2 separate regions of the Capra hircus genome follow, and region 1 is linked to region 2. Evidence: chromatin contacts called from public Hi-C data. All regions are on one chromosome and are shown on one strand. The core of a region is the stretch at or near the end of the contact, and the rest is flanking DNA. Distances in the headings are between cores, read along the strand shown. Region 1 overlaps GTF3C1 (general transcription factor 3C polypeptide 1). Region 2 has its middle 44 kb from the start of KDM8.

What was found. Hi-C and Micro-C count contacts between places; a contact is called where the count stands out from the background.
Region 1: a contact with region 2 is called in a Hi-C map of blood, with 4 times the contacts expected there. The contact joins two enhancer-like sites. A contact is called at or near these places in 2 of 5 Hi-C or Micro-C datasets (both in blood).

Annotation. Positions count from the first base shown.
Region 1 is chr25:24,919,396-24,926,982 of ARS1.2, forward strand. GTF3C1 (general transcription factor 3C polypeptide 1) reads right to left here. Exons shown (of 37, transcript XM_018040599.1): 34 at 6,718-7,252; 35 at 6,005-6,056; 36 at 4,411-4,603; 37 at 2,443-3,476. The coding sequence ends at 3,270. Among named protein-coding and RNA genes, the nearest start is that of TRNAC-GCA, 4.6 kb to the left of the region's middle. Within about 2 kb of position 3,091, at least 3 of the 5 cell types and tissues checked have an H3K27ac peak or open chromatin away from gene starts, as enhancers often do.
Region 2 is chr25:24,643,516-24,650,751 of ARS1.2, forward strand. No RefSeq gene overlaps it. Among named protein-coding and RNA genes, the nearest start is that of KDM8, 44 kb to the right of the region's middle. Within about 2 kb of position 3,551, at least 1 of the 5 cell types and tissues checked has an H3K27ac peak or open chromatin away from gene starts, as enhancers often do.

The DNA of each region.
Region 1 (7,587 bases), core at 1,841-4,340, 280 kb after region 2:
CAGCCCAGGGTTCTGGGTGGCCATGCGCAAAGTGAGGCTGGAATGGGAGGAAGGGGATGTGGGAGGCTGGCAGCTGCCAGACACTGAGCGAGATCTGATTGGGCTCCAGCAGGAAGGGAGGCAGGGCCTGGGAAGGCAGAGGAGAAGATGCTCAGTGGGGAAAACCAGGAAGCAATTTCAATGAAGAGGGAGTAACATCAGGACCTCAGTGCCAGGACTCAACTCACGGCTCTCTATGTGCACACACCGACGTGCAAGGGCACTCCAGGGTGAGCCACAGCTGGAGCTGTGTCAGTACGCAAAATGCCATCACAGGTCTGTGATTTCTCAGGGGTGGGGAGCATAAAAGGTATGTAAATGCAGAGAAAAAGGCCTGGAGAAGAAAGCAGCCTGCAGGTTTAGGTGTTTAAAGAGAATGGATTAGCTGTGGCTTATATAAGCAAAAAGGCATAAACATGAAGGGTGTGGGCTTCCCTGGTGGCTCAGATGGTAAAGAACCCACCTGCAATGTAGGAGACCTGGGTTTGATCGCTGTGTCAGGAAGATCCCCCGATGAAGGGAATGGCACACCACCCCAGTGTGCTTGCCTGGGGAACTCCATGGACAGAGGAACCTGGTGGGCTACCGTCCATGGGGTTGCAGAGTTGGACACAACTGAACGACTAACACCTTATGTAAGTAAAAAGGAGTAAGAATGAAGAGTGTGGAGGGACAAGGAACCCAGAGGACAGACCTTCGGGGGTCTGGGGTGTGCTGTTACTCGGGGTGAACAGGACACGACCCCTCTGGGCTTGGTGCTCCCCCGCTCGCATCCGGTGTTTTACTAGGTAAGTGAAAGTCGCTCAGTCATGTCCAACTCTTTTCGACCCCATGAACTGTCCAGCCCAGAATACTGGAGTGGTTAGCTGTTCCCTTCTCCAGAGGATCTTTCCAACCCAGGGATCAAACCCAGGTCTCCCACATTGCAGGCGGAGTGTTTTACTAGGTAGTCAGCGTTTAAAATCTCTTTTCTCTAAACATGAATTCCTTCTCACCCTGGGCATGCAGATTTTAATTTTCCTTAGTTCCTACCCTGCCTAGTATTAACCAGGCCACTTTATATTACCTGCCTGGCCCTGAAGCCATCTGATCTCATAGCTTCTGGTCTACACTTCTGGTTTTGCAAACCCTGGGTGCAGAGCTTGGCAAGGCAGAGAGCTACCTTGGATGGGGGCTAGCTGAGGGGGTGGATGGACACACGGACAGATTGATGGGATGGGTCGGGGGAGGGAGGGAAGGAAGTCATCCTTGCACAGGATGCCTAGATGTGGGAATGAGGGTCACAGAAACCCCCTCTCTCCACTGGAGAGCTGACTCCTCGCCCAGGTGTCCATCTCCTAGACACGTGCCCAGACTGTCCCTCAATCTGGGGATACAGGGAAGGAAACAGACTTGACTGAGTCCTACTACGTGCTTGTCCCTGGTGTTCTTCAGCTCATCTGGCCCTCCTGTGAGGGGGACAGTCTATCCCCATTTCTCAGGTGAGAAAAACAAGGCTCTGGGACGGGACATCAACCCTACCTTCCTCCCGCCACGCAATGCATTCCCACATAATCAGCATCTGTATTTTCTGTTTACAAAGCAAACCATATCCATTATTCTACTTGATTACCCCAGATCACCCCAAATGCTATTTTTTTACTTTAGAGTAAAAACGAATAAAGAAGGAATAAAAAAAAAAAAGATGCCAAAACTTGGCCAGGTCTTGGCAGTGCTGGGGGCGGTGGTTCACTCTCAAGACTCCGGACCCCATGCCTCCTGTCCTCTGCCCCATCACCCTGGAGTCTGGCCTGGGGACCAGGTCCCTGGCAGAGAGAAGCTGGAAACCCAAGGCTGCCAGGTGGGCCAGGCCATGAGCTGCAGGTTAAAGTGAGAGGAGCTCTGGTGGGCCTGAGGCCTGGCCTGGGGGAGGGCCAGCCATGGCTGGGGGGGATGTCCCATACCTGGGGCTGTTACATGCGGTAGTTCTAGGTCTTTCCAGAGAAGACAAAGATCTGGATTTTAAAAGAATGTGAAACCTCCAATTGTAAAGAAATGTTGGTAACTAACTAAAAAACAACAAAGAAACACTGAGTGAAAGAGACCAGCCGTGGGCCGACTCCACGCTCCAGGCTTCGACCTCAGCAGCCTGCCGGCATCGCAGGCCGTGCGCCCGGCCACAGGCCTGGCCTGAGTGCAGCCGGATGCCTGTTAAGGGAGAGGCCGGGGCCTGGCTGAGTAGGAGGAAGGGTTTCGAGGCAGTGGCGTGCGGTGAGGCAGTGCCGGGACGGGCTGAGCCAAGCTCACCCCCAGTACCCACCTCTTCCTCGGGTTTTACCGATAACGTCTATTCCTGGCTGTTCCATGGTGGAAAACAACAGGCCCCTGGGGGATCAAAGATTCTTTAGGAAATACAAAACGAAATGCGTTTTACTTCGCTTTAATTAAAAAAAACATATAAATACATGCCAGGGTTTTTTTTTTAATAAGGAAAGAGGCTGAAAAAAAAAAAAAAAAGACAAACTCCAAACCTGTAAGGACTCCCCGCTTCCAGGTGGCAGGAGGCCTGCAGGTGGCTTGCAGGCTCAGCAGTCAGGGGTCCTGCCTCCAGAGGAACAAGTCTCAGTGACAGCCTTGGCAGGGGGTTACCCAGCCTGTGCTCTATGACATGTCCCCACGAGGCCCTGTCCCTCAGACCAAGGGGGGGTTTCTGGGGAACATGGAGAGTCCTCCATGATGGGGTGGCCGGAAGCTGGAACGTGAGTCTGTGTGGATGGGGCAGACCCCCAAGGCCCACAGCTTCTGACCCCTCACTGGACAGCGGGCAGATGTCCACAGAGAAAGCTCAGGACCTGGGCAGGTGGCTCTGCTCCTGAAGGGCAGGATCGTCTCAGAAGCCCTTGGAGGACCAGCCCACCGGGGGCCCTCACCACAACCCAGGATCCAGAGAGATTGGAAACAGGAGGAGAACAGGCGAGGAGCGGCATCTCTGAGCTCCCCCACCCAGCTCCGGGGGTGACAAAGCAGAGTCCTGAAGGCCAGCTGTGGACAGGCTGGGAGCAGGCGGCCAGCTGGTCCTCCGCCCAGAGCTCCAGGCCAGAAACCACAGCCAGGGCCGGGCTGGGCACACAGTGTTCCCATGGGTGGGATGCAGGAATCCTTGGGTCCCGACCTTGCCAGGCCACCCCCACACATGGGCAGAGGGCCCCCAGGAAAGAACTCTCGGGAGGCTCGCCAGGACCACACAGGCCTCAGAGGTGGACCCACTTGTTCCAGTTGACCTCGTTGGGGAAGACGCGGCCGAGGCGGATGGTGCAGTCTAGCGTGGGCTCGTAGAACACCACGGGGCTCTCGTCTGGGCTCAGCGGCGCCTCTCCCACTGGCGGCTTCGAGAAGAGCGAGGCGGCCGCGGGCTTTCTCAGCACACACTTTTTAATGCAGCCCAGGGTCTCCAGCCCCTGCAATGGCACAGACAGACCGGTTTCCAGGGGCATTTAAGGACCACGTTCTCTGTACCCAGAGCGGCCTCCCAGAACAGACACAGGAGGGTGACCTTGAGAGACGAGCAGGGATTGACCAGGCAGGTTTAAGCAAGAGCCCAGCGTGTGAGAGAGAAGGGCGTGGACAGCATTTATACAGCGGCCCCGTGTTGAGCAGGGGCTGCAGACTGGCTTCCAGATGGGGTTGTTTGGCCCAGATCTGCTGTGAAGTGTGGCGAAATGCACACTGAACTTCCTGCTCCTGCTTCTGTCGAGGAGTTGGAACTCCTGTGCACACACAGCCGGAGCCCTGGGCGGCCATCAAGCCGAGCTGCCCTTAGGAGACTGTGGGCACCTCACCAGCTCTCCCGGCCACCCATGAGGGTTGGTCACTCACCTACCTGTCGGTCCCCGTGGGCATGCAAGCCCTTGAGCCCTGGTCTTGAGAAAGGGTCAGAGATAAGACCCCGTGGATGTTTCTATGTAAGCCTAGGCAGCAGCTCGGGGCTGAAGGAGGACCTGGGAGGGACAGCTGGGGTGGGAACCCGGGGCAGGGGTGGGGGCTGTGGGAGGCTGAGTGCTGAGAACTGGGGCTGGGTGCTGGCAGCGCTGAAGAGCAGATGCAGGAGGAAGGAAATTGGTGTGGGGCTCGGCCGGCACAGTGACCTCGGAGGGCAGTGGGGCAGGAGTAAGCTTTGGGGGTGGCGGGGGGGATACCAGGGGCCCAAGACTTTTCTGAGGAGCTGGCTCCCTGCGAGGAGGCCATTGCACCCTTGTGGGCTGAGCCGGTAAGCAGTGGCCGACCCCAGAGCTCAGCCCACGTGCCCATGGCCCCCGCCCTCTGAGACTGCGGAAGGGGAAAGGTGCAGTGGGGCCGGGACCCAGCGCGCGCCCTCCCCACCGAGAGGCTCACCTGGAGCAGCTCGAGCACGGCCAGCGGCTGCAGGACGCCCTGGTAGTGCTGCAGCAGGCAGCTCTCGGGCACGCCGGGCCTGGTCATAATGTGATACAGCACCGCCTCCATCATGCCCTTGACCACCGGCGCATTCAGGCGGCCGTCCACGATACGCCACGGGCGCCCGATGAAGCGCACGCTCTCACAGTCCCTGCGGCGGGTGGGGGCGGGGGACACAGGCATCAGGCTTAGTGGGGGAGGGGAGACAGCTGATTCCACGTGGCCCCACCTTGGCAGGGGCTGGGGACCACTTCCCTCCTGTTCTTCCGCCTCCAGCTCTCCTGCCGCCTGGAGGGATGGGCCCCAGCCCCCTCATCACCCCACACTGGTGGGGCAGGGAAAAGCCAGGACTTTTAGATTTACCAGCTTCTTCTGGGACCTGATAGAACCTGCAGGTTTTTTTTTTTCTTTTGTAGGGAAGACTTGACGGGACTCTTTACCTAGTAGCTGGTCCCCTCGTTTACTATACAGTGTGAATTCTGCTTAATGTAACTTCTTTTCTGCTTAAGCATTTGCATGACTATTGGTGCTCTGAAATAAATTCTAAAACGCGCAAGTTATAAATGCAGAAGAAAAGAGTCAACCTCCCAAACCAAGCCTAACCCCTGAGCCTTCCCTAAGACTGAAAGCAGGCTTCACTTCTGCCTTTGCTATAAGTTGACCCCAAACATCTGGAAGAAAATGGGGCTGTCTGCATCTCTGTGTTTATTACTTGGCATCATAGAGCTTACTTTCATTAACAACAACAACAACAAATGGCTGCATCCCCTTCTGACCAAGCTCATAGGTCTGTATGCAGAAGCTCTGCTTCTGTGCTGTATTCGGGGGTTCTGGGCACTTTCCTCACAAGGTTTCTACTAAAAACTAAAGCAGTGACTGGTTTAGAAGTGTTAGTTGCTCAGGCATGTCCAACTCTTTGCAACCTCATAGACTGTAGCCTGCCAGGCTCCTCTGTCCATGGGATTCTCCAGGCAAAAATACTGGAGTGGGTTGCCCTTCTCCAGGGGATCTTCCCGACCCAGGGTCTGAACCCACATCTCCTGCATTGCAGGCAGATTCTTCACCGTCTGAGCAACCGGGGAAGTCTGACTGGTTTAGAAGGTTTTTACTAAAAACGAAAGCGGCGACAGGTCTGCCACACAGAGTCCCAGTGTGGGACCCCAGGCTGGCTGGACACCTGGCTCTGACTATGTGACTGGGCCTGCCCAATCTGAGCCGGGAGAACACAGCCCTTCAGGCCGAGGGTGATGCACACGCTGTGGGAGGCACCCCTTGGACTTCTGTGACACCCACTGTTCCCAGCAGACGGGGCGCTACAGCCGTCAGCACTGCTGGGCTCGTCCACCTCGGGCAAGGGGCGCCTGCCTGGTCTCTGGTGAGGGGGACCCACGGTCCCTCACGTGTCTGAGACCCCTGGCCAAGAAGCGCTGTGCTTGACAAACCTTTGTGAAAGACCTCCAGGTAATAATCTACCCTGGACCTTGGGCGCCACCCTCCGAGGCTCTCATCGCCCCCTCCCAGCCCAGGCCGCTGGAGCCTGAACCACACTCACCTTTCCCATGCCACCTGGGAGAGGTTGCCAGCCGCGGAACCGTCTGCCAGACCTGACAAGAGGGGAGAGGCGTGGGAGACTGCAGAGGTGGGGCCCACCCATCTCTCCCCCGACTGTTCATCCCACACGGTAAGGCTGTGAGCACAGAGACAGCACCTCCCTCCTCGGGGCGGCGGGGTGTGGGGGCTGCACCCCCAGGACAGTATCAGATGGACAGACAGCAAGGTGCCAGTCTGGGGGCTGTGCCCAGGGCTTGGGGATGCCCCCGCCCAGGGGAGTGAGCGAGTGCCTACCCTTCTCCAGAAGCCCTAACCACATAGCTGGGTGTGTAAACCCCTGGGAGAATTCCAGCAGAGGAGAGGAAACGGGTGGGGGGCACCTGCCAAGTCCCCTGGGAGGCGAGATCCTTCCCCTTCCAGCTTCCTGGTAAGGACACCTCAGGAAATGCCCCTTTCCAGAACCATGAGAGAGCCTCGTCCTTGTAATTAATTCACAGGTTGGCTAAGGAGCACGAGGCCCCTGCCCTCTAGAGGGAAGACAAGTGTCAACAGGCAAGAGCCTCCCACTCAAAGTCGGGACCAAGGAAAGCTGACGGAAAGCCCCCTCTGTGGCAATAGCAGGCTCCTGATCTTGAGGGAGGTGGTGTGGGTCCTTCAGACCCCGATAGAGAAGGGGCGGGTGGGGGAAGGTGGGGTGGGGACAGGCTTTGGTACCTCTGGGGTCTTCAGGGGCCTCCAGAACCTGGGCCTGACAGCTCAGCTGCTCCTGGCCTGGGAAGCTGGGCACCTCGACACCCTCTTGGTCCCCCGGCCCGACTTGCGATGCACCTCCGTCCTCAGGAGCCGCGAGCAGGGCAGGCGCCAGAGTCCCCAGCTCCTCTTCCGCTCTGGGCCCTGGGCTGGGGGCCGAGCGTATGTCCTGGAGTGCGGGCCTCTTTGCGGGGGGCTCCGGGGCGCTCTTGGGGTCAGCACCCCCGCCCTGGCTGTTCACGTCAGCGCCGGCCCAGCTGCCACGCCTCTTGGCGCTCTGGGGGCTCTGAGAGGGCGGGGCCTGCCTCTCTGCGGGGCTGTCCTCGTTGGAGGGCCCCTCGGGGGGCCCGGCCCGGGGGTCGTCCCTTTGAAGGTCAGCACCCCCCTCTCTGTCTTTCAGCCGCACTGAGTGCAGGAGCCAGGGCTGTGCATTGGCCACGGTCACCAGGCGAGCGGTGTTCCCGCCGACTTCCAGCACCTGCTGGTGCTCTAAGAGGTCCTAGGAAAGGGGGAGACAAAGGGGTCTGCAGGGAACCCCAGGGTCACTGGGGCTTGTTTCCCCTGCCTGAGTGTTTTAAGTGTCCTGAGCCAGTGGCCAGGCCACCTCCTTAGGGCAGGTGACTCTGCCTCAACTTCTTGGAGTCACAGCTGCACCCTCAAAGCTGATGCAACCTTACCAGTCTCCTTCTGCCCAGCCAGCTCCTCCCAGACTCAACATGCTGATGGCCAAGTGCTTCTGCAAAAACGCACACCCCGTGATGCCCCTCCCTCACCTGCCCTTTAAAAATGCTTTGCTAAAACCCTTCAAGGAGCTTAAGGCATGAGCGGTTGTCT
Region 2 (7,236 bases), core at 2,301-4,800:
TACAGTCCCGGTAGATCCAGGGTAATACGAAGTGGGGATGGAGTCAGCGTCCTAGGAATTACTTGCTTAATTAAAGATATAGAGGGAGATTAGAAAGAAATAGTGTAGTAGGAAAATTAGTGGAGAAAAAGAGGCTGAATAACTTGGTTTACGTGGGATACCAATAAAGCTTCGAGACAAGAAGCTTGCACCACCTATGTAGGCCACTGGCACCCACTTGAATATCGGAGGGTGCCCCGCCTTGGGCTCCCTCTCGCGTGGAACTTAAAAGCCAGGGCAAAATTAGCAGGCTTGGCGAGCACCCACGCTCCAGATGGGAATTCAGCCAGAAAAACGGAGAACAAGAAAGAACGACATGGGGGAATCAGTCTTCCCAGAAACTGATCCGTTTTCTTTATTTTCAGGTTTGCTTATATACCTTTTGTTACACATAGAGACAAATGGAAATTTTAAAGTCACAGGGGGGTCAGCAGTCCTGACCTTTATCAAATACAGGTGCTTCATATAAATGTATACAAAAAAGGTCTTAGGGGTTTTACATCATCTTATGGCCATGAGGCCTGCTGACATTTTATGATCCTTTCTTTGTGATAATTGTCAGTCAACCAAAAAACTTATTTTCCAGGGGCGATTTTCTTAAACCAGGCACCACCCTCCGAAAGTACCAAATAAAATTGCATTCCTATAGGGTGAAGGTGTAGTGGGTTACAATTTAAAAAGGAATTTACTTAGCCTAAGGTTAACATGATTAATCTTAAGGGTTAATACTTATTTCTTCTATATGTTAGTTATATTCATTATAAGGGTGGGGAATATGGAGACTTAGCAGCAAATATTGGCCCAACAAATGAAAAACCCTTCACCAATATAATTCCTAATCAACCCACTATACTAATAATTTCTAACTTCCTAAAAGAATCTGCCTTTATTAAGTCTAAAACATCTCGTGCCTCTCATGGTTGGGAGGCTGTAAACAATCACATGTGGCTAGACGAACCTGTACAGGCAGGCTAGGTAACCTTCAGAGGAGTTCGTAAGTCGAAACACTCTTGTCACACCCAGGAATTTTTATTAACTGGAGCTGTAGGTTAACTCCTTCTCCGAGAGAGGTGATGGGGGAGAGCCCCCCATAAAGTCAGAGGTGTAGGTGAGAGCATAAAACAGTAAAGTGGGCAGACTCTGGTTTTGGGGGTAGATGCTCGGGAACAGGGGGTTTCCTGAGGCTCGATCCCGCCTTTGAGTATGCCGAAGCCTCCTTTCTCATGACCTTTGCCATGGACAGAGTTCCTCATGCTGGCTCCCGGCAAGGGTTCACTGGCTCACCATTGGAGGGCTGCAATTGCTGATGACTGTGACATCCTTATTTATTGACAAGGCAGGAAATAATCCATTTCTCAAATCCCACCCCCTGACCTTCCAAGAAGGGAAAGGGGCTGGAAATTGAATCAGTCTCCAATTGTCACTGATGTAATCAATCGTGCTTATGTAGTGAAGCCTCCATAAATACCTGAAGACCTGGATTCAGAGAGCTCCCTGGTTGGTAAACACGTGGAGATTTGGGGAGAGAGGTGTGTTTCGGGAGAGCCTGGAAGCCTCACTTGCTTTCCTATGCCTTGCCTTGAGCATCTTTTCCACCAGGCTGTTGTTGAATTACACCCTTTTACAATAAGCCAGCAATCTATTAAATAGAATGTTTCTCTGAGTTCAGAGAGAGCTCCAGCAAATCTTTGAAACCTAAGGAGGGGATCTTGGGAAACTCTGACTTGTGCCCAGTCATTCAGAAACACAGGTGACAACTTGGATTTTGACTGGTATCTGTGGTTGGGCTGGTGTTGTAGGACTGAGTCTACCTCCAGGTAGATAGTGTGAGGACCAAACTGAACTGTAGGACACCCCACTGGTATTCAAGAATTGCTCAGTGTAGAGTTGGCATCAGAACCATAAATCCTCAGTCCTGGCTGGACCACAGAATTACCCAGGGAGCCAGGCTGCCCCAGAGGTTCTGGTCCTAAGGGGCCTATGCTCCACCCCATCCCTGGGCTCAGCTGCTGGATCCTGTGTGGGGCATGGTCCAGCTTTGTGATGATCAGTCCATCCATTTTTATTTGGTATTAAAGGTGCTATTCCTACTGACTGCCACTGTCACCAGGCTACTTCGGGACATTAACCTTTATGGCCAGCCCTCCTCTGCCGCTGTATCTTGGGTAGCATTTTACTCTTCTCAGGAGACCTGGAGACAAAGCAGCTGTGGCTACAGTAACTGGACAGTTAACCCTCCAGGGCCCTTGAAGGACTGCCCTTCCCAGCTGGGACTGGTGGCCTTTGGTTCTGTCCCCTACACAAATATAGTAAAAGAGCAGCTGAGAGGATGGAGACAAGATACCAAGGGAGGCAGAAAAACCGAGAGTTGTGCCCTTGCCTCAATTATACAACGGTGACTCGTATGAATTGGCTCAAGGGCATTTTAATATTTTTTTTAATCGTATATTCGTGTTTTGCTGTGCTGGGTCTTCGTTGCTGCGCTCAGCCTTTCTCTAGCTGTGGCGAGTTGGGGCTCCCCTCTAGCTGGGGTGTGCCGGCTTCTCACGGCAGCAGCTTCTCTTGTTGTGGAGCACGGGCTCTAGAGCACGCAGGCTTTAGCAGTTGTCACCTGCAGACTCTATAGAACACTGGCTCAGCAGTTGTTTCACAGCATGTGGGATCTTCCCGGACCGAAGATCAAACCCACGTACCCTGTACTGGCAGGCAGATTCTTAACCAGGGAAGTCACAACAGCATTTTAAATCAGATAAATCATCATTTATTAAGACACTACTATCAATAAAAAGCATTATTGGGAGTGCCCTACTGGATGCCAAAGGTAATACAGACATCACTTTGGGTTCTCTCTGAAATCCTACAAGGAGGTATTACTGCAAAGAAACTAGACTACAGCCCAGAGGATTAAGTGTCTTTACCCAAGTGCATCAGTCAGTGGAGACTAGGTCTTGCTGTGGTAACGAACAGTCCCCCACATCCCAGTGTCATGAAACACTAGCGAGCAGAAAGCTGGCTCCTGCTCAAGCTACGTGTCCAGCAAGGAATGGCAGTGACTTCACTCCATGTCACCTTCTTTTACGGACACTCTGCTTCATCCCCAAGACAGAGGATGAAGGGCCTAGTCCTCAGTAATGTCCTGGTACATGTGCAGTAACAGTTCTCTGGGAGAAAAAAAATACATAGATACACATACTTGTTATTTTGCTGATATCAAGACTGTATAGTATACAGTTTATATAAAATGATAAAATACGTAATATTCTTTATTGCAAATTCCATATAGCCCAATAATTCTCACAGAATGCTGTTGTTGGTTTTTACTGAACTCATACATCCACAACCTACCAACAGTAGCAATTCAACAATGATTTGACATATTTTTTACTATTCACAATGGAACAGCTACCCATAACACTTAGTCTGCTATTTTTTCCTATCACTTTCTCAAGTCTAGACAGTCAGCCAAACAAAAGACAACACCCTGACTGGTAGCATTTGCCAGTTTCGGTGAGATGGATTTCAAGCTGCTGAGGTCACTGAATGCAGAGCTGGAGTTGCGTGACAGGACAGCATGTAGTGTTTCCGCCGTCTGAAGATGTAAATCAGCTCAAGAGCTTCGGGAAAATAAAATGTAGCAAAGCAATTACTTCCTCAAGCGATGAGTTTTGAGTACTTATTACCTTTGTTTCTAATAAAAAGTATCTAACTATACACTTATGTAATTTAATTTTCAGTGAGGACTATATTTAATAACCGGCTCACCAAATTCCTGAGCATTTAATAATCGGTTCTCGTGGGCTGATAGAAGCCAGCTCCAGTGCATCGCTGTTATTCTCCAGCTGCTGGGAGCCCTGCCTTCCACCTGCAGCTGTCATTCCTCTCCAGGAATGGCTCTCAGCTGAGGAGCTCCATCTCCTCCAAGACTGCATCCCCTTCCTAAGGGTAACTTACATCCAGTGAGTGACTGACATGAGGTATGAAAGCTCAGACCATTGCCCCAATGTGGGACATGTCTGAAAGAATATCCCAGCTTCAGAGCTCTTTGCAGAGTCCAAATTCTCCATTTGCCCAACCTTACTTTATTTCTCTCACCCATGAGCATGGGCCCTGACAGCATCACTTCGAAACTTCATGCGGGTTATATACTTTTCAGAATCTGCTTCCCAGACAGCCCAGCCTTCTCTCTGAGGTCTGGGTTGGCAGATCAACACATCTGTAACATTTGTGTGGGTCATCATGGAAGAAGGAAAGAGACGTTTCTGAAGGGTGTCACTTCTGCTCACAACCCACTCACTGATCAGAGTTAGTCACATGATCCTATAACCATCCTATTTAGTTCCCCCCAAATGGGTGCTCCAGACTATTTGGCAAACAGCATTGGTGATTACTGCTGCACAGACACACAGCTGGGAAATAGAAGCTTTGGGATGGGACTCCATGTTTCTCTGGCCACAGAGCCTATGGTCCTTCCTCCAGAACCTTCAGCTCCTTCTTCCTCACTAGGTCCTGAGAATATGAAGATGAGTAATATCCATTCCCCACCCTGAACACCACTCTAAAGCACCCACAACATGAATGCTGATACATAGCTGTGTCAGGTCAGAAATTCACACACTGACTGGATCTTAGTACCCTCAAGAGACCCCAAGAGACCACCAGTTGAGGTGGGCAAATACACTCCATCCTCCCACCTCACATGATACATTGGTGACATCACTAGTCAATCGTGACACTTCCTCCCAATAAACGTGGATGTGGTGAGATCACCACTGATGGTTCCAGACAGACATTACTAATCAATCAGAAAGTGAAAGCGAAGTCACTCAGTCATGTCCAACTCTTTGCGGCCCCGTGGACTGTAGCCCACCAGGCTCCTCCATCCATGGGATTCTCTGGGCAAGAACACTGGAGTGGGTTGCCATTTCCTTCTCCAGGGGATCTTCCCAACCCAGGGATCGAACCCAGGTCTCCTGCACTGCAAGCAGACGCTTTAACCTCTGAGCCACCAGGGAAGCCCCAATCAATCAGAGGAAGCACATAATTTAAAACCACTTGCCATTCTGACATCCTCCGGAGAAGAAATGATTATAAACCACATCCATGATAAGTCTGTATGGCCACCCTGTCATTGCAGTGAAGACATATATCCTGGAAAGTCAGAGGACAGTCTGCCTGACATTTCCAGTCTCAGCCTACAGCTTTCTCCACTAATCCCCTTTGCTTGGTTGGTAATAACTAACAGCAAAAAAAAAAAAAAAAATGATGTTTGTCTTTTATTGGGCACATTCCCTGTGTGAGCCCCAATGGTAAGTCCTTGAAATGCACGAATCATTTCTCATCCTTACACCATCCCCAGGTTAGCCATAGGTAGCGTGATGTCTACCCATTTCGAAGATGGAGAAACTGAGACTTAGAGAGTGAAGGTCCTATCTCTCCTGCAGCGAGTGTTTGTTACACGGCAGATTCCACCTCTTTGGATCCTCAGAGCAGCCCTATGAAAGGGAGAGTATCACTCCCTATTTGGCAGACAGAGCACTGGGGCTCTGTGAGGTTGTGTCTGTGGCCTAAGGTCTGGGATCCAGAGAGTCTGACTCTATCATCCAGCTCACGGTGGTGCCTGTGTGCATGCTAAGTCGCTTCAGTCATGTCCGACTCTATGCGACCCTATGGGCTGTAGCCTGCCAGGCTCCTCTGTTCGTGGGATTCTCCAGGCAAGAATACTGGAGTGGGCAGCCATGCCCTCCTCCAGGGGATCTTCCTGACCCAGGGATCGAACCTGCGTCTCTTACATCTCCTGCATTGGCAGGCGGGTTCTTTACCACTAGTGCCACCTGGGAATCCCCTCCCATTGGTAGTGAATGAAGATAAACAGAGAAGTTAGGATCTGAACCCCCGGTTAGTCTGACGCCCTCAACCACTGAGCTTTACTGACTGCTCACTGCCCATCTGAGGGTGATGTTAAGGAGAGGCTTTGGGGCTGGATCTGGGGTGCAGAGACCTTGCAGTCTGCAGAGCAGGACAGGGCAAGAAAGTGGGATGGCCCACCCAAGGCAAGAGGTGACTGGCCAATAGGAAACTGATCCGGGCAACAGAGTGTTCTGATTGGCCAGATCTCCTGCCCACCACCACGCTATACATCCCCACTGCTCAGGGCAATGCCCGACCAAGATTAGGCACCCACGAAATACTCCTTGAGTGATTGTTTCAGTTTACTTTCGGTGCATAGAAACTACCCCTAGCTGCAGTGGCTTGAAACAACAATCACTTCATGTACACACTGGCTAACCAACAAGTTCCTACTATATAGCATAGGGAACTTTTCTCAATGTCATGTGGCAGCCTGGATGGGAGGGGAGTCTGAAGAAGAATGGATACATGGGTACGTATGGCTGAATCACTGTGCTGTGAGCCTGAAACTATCACAATACTGTTAATCGGCTATACATCAATATAAAATAAAAAGTTTAAAAACAGTCACTGCATTTAGCTCGTGGATTCAGCAGAGTTGCTGGGCAGGCTCACTGGAGGTGGATGGTCTGAAGAGGGTTCACGCACAAGTTAGCGGGCTGGTTCGCATCAGCCGGGCTGCTCAATTGAGTTTCGCGTCATCTCTGCTCATCCAGCAGGTCCGCCCAGGCTTCTCCACGTGGAGGGAACTAACAGCTGGCACTGCATTTGCCAGCATCCCATTGGCCAAAAGCCATCCCGTAACCAAGCTCAAATCTGCGATCTGGAGTAGAGTTCACTTCCTAGTGGACGAAATGCATCGCCAAGGGGCTGGATAATGGAAGAATTTTTGTTGCCACCTCACACAGTGATTAAATAAACAAAGTAGATGAGTAAATAGAAAGGCAGAAAGGAACTCACAAAAAGGTTATGTCCAGGTTGAGCCGCTGAATTCTGTCTGACCTCAGAAACTCTTATATTCCTCTGTCCATGGCAAGGAGCAGGGGGCAGAGCACCCACAGCTGTCCGATGGGATGAAGTGGCTGTGGAGAAGCCAGCAGGAGTGAGAAGCTGAGCAGGTCCAGGTGCTTGGCTGAGTCTGAGTTCCAGCAAACTCTCCTGTCCAGAGCCCAGGCCTCCTGCTAGCCCTGGGGAGGAGAAACGGGCTTGTGAGGTCACCAGGTCCCTGGGGACCATCCTCCCACCTTCCCCTGCCCCTCCCTGAAGTCCGCACCCCAGCCTCTTGTCCCA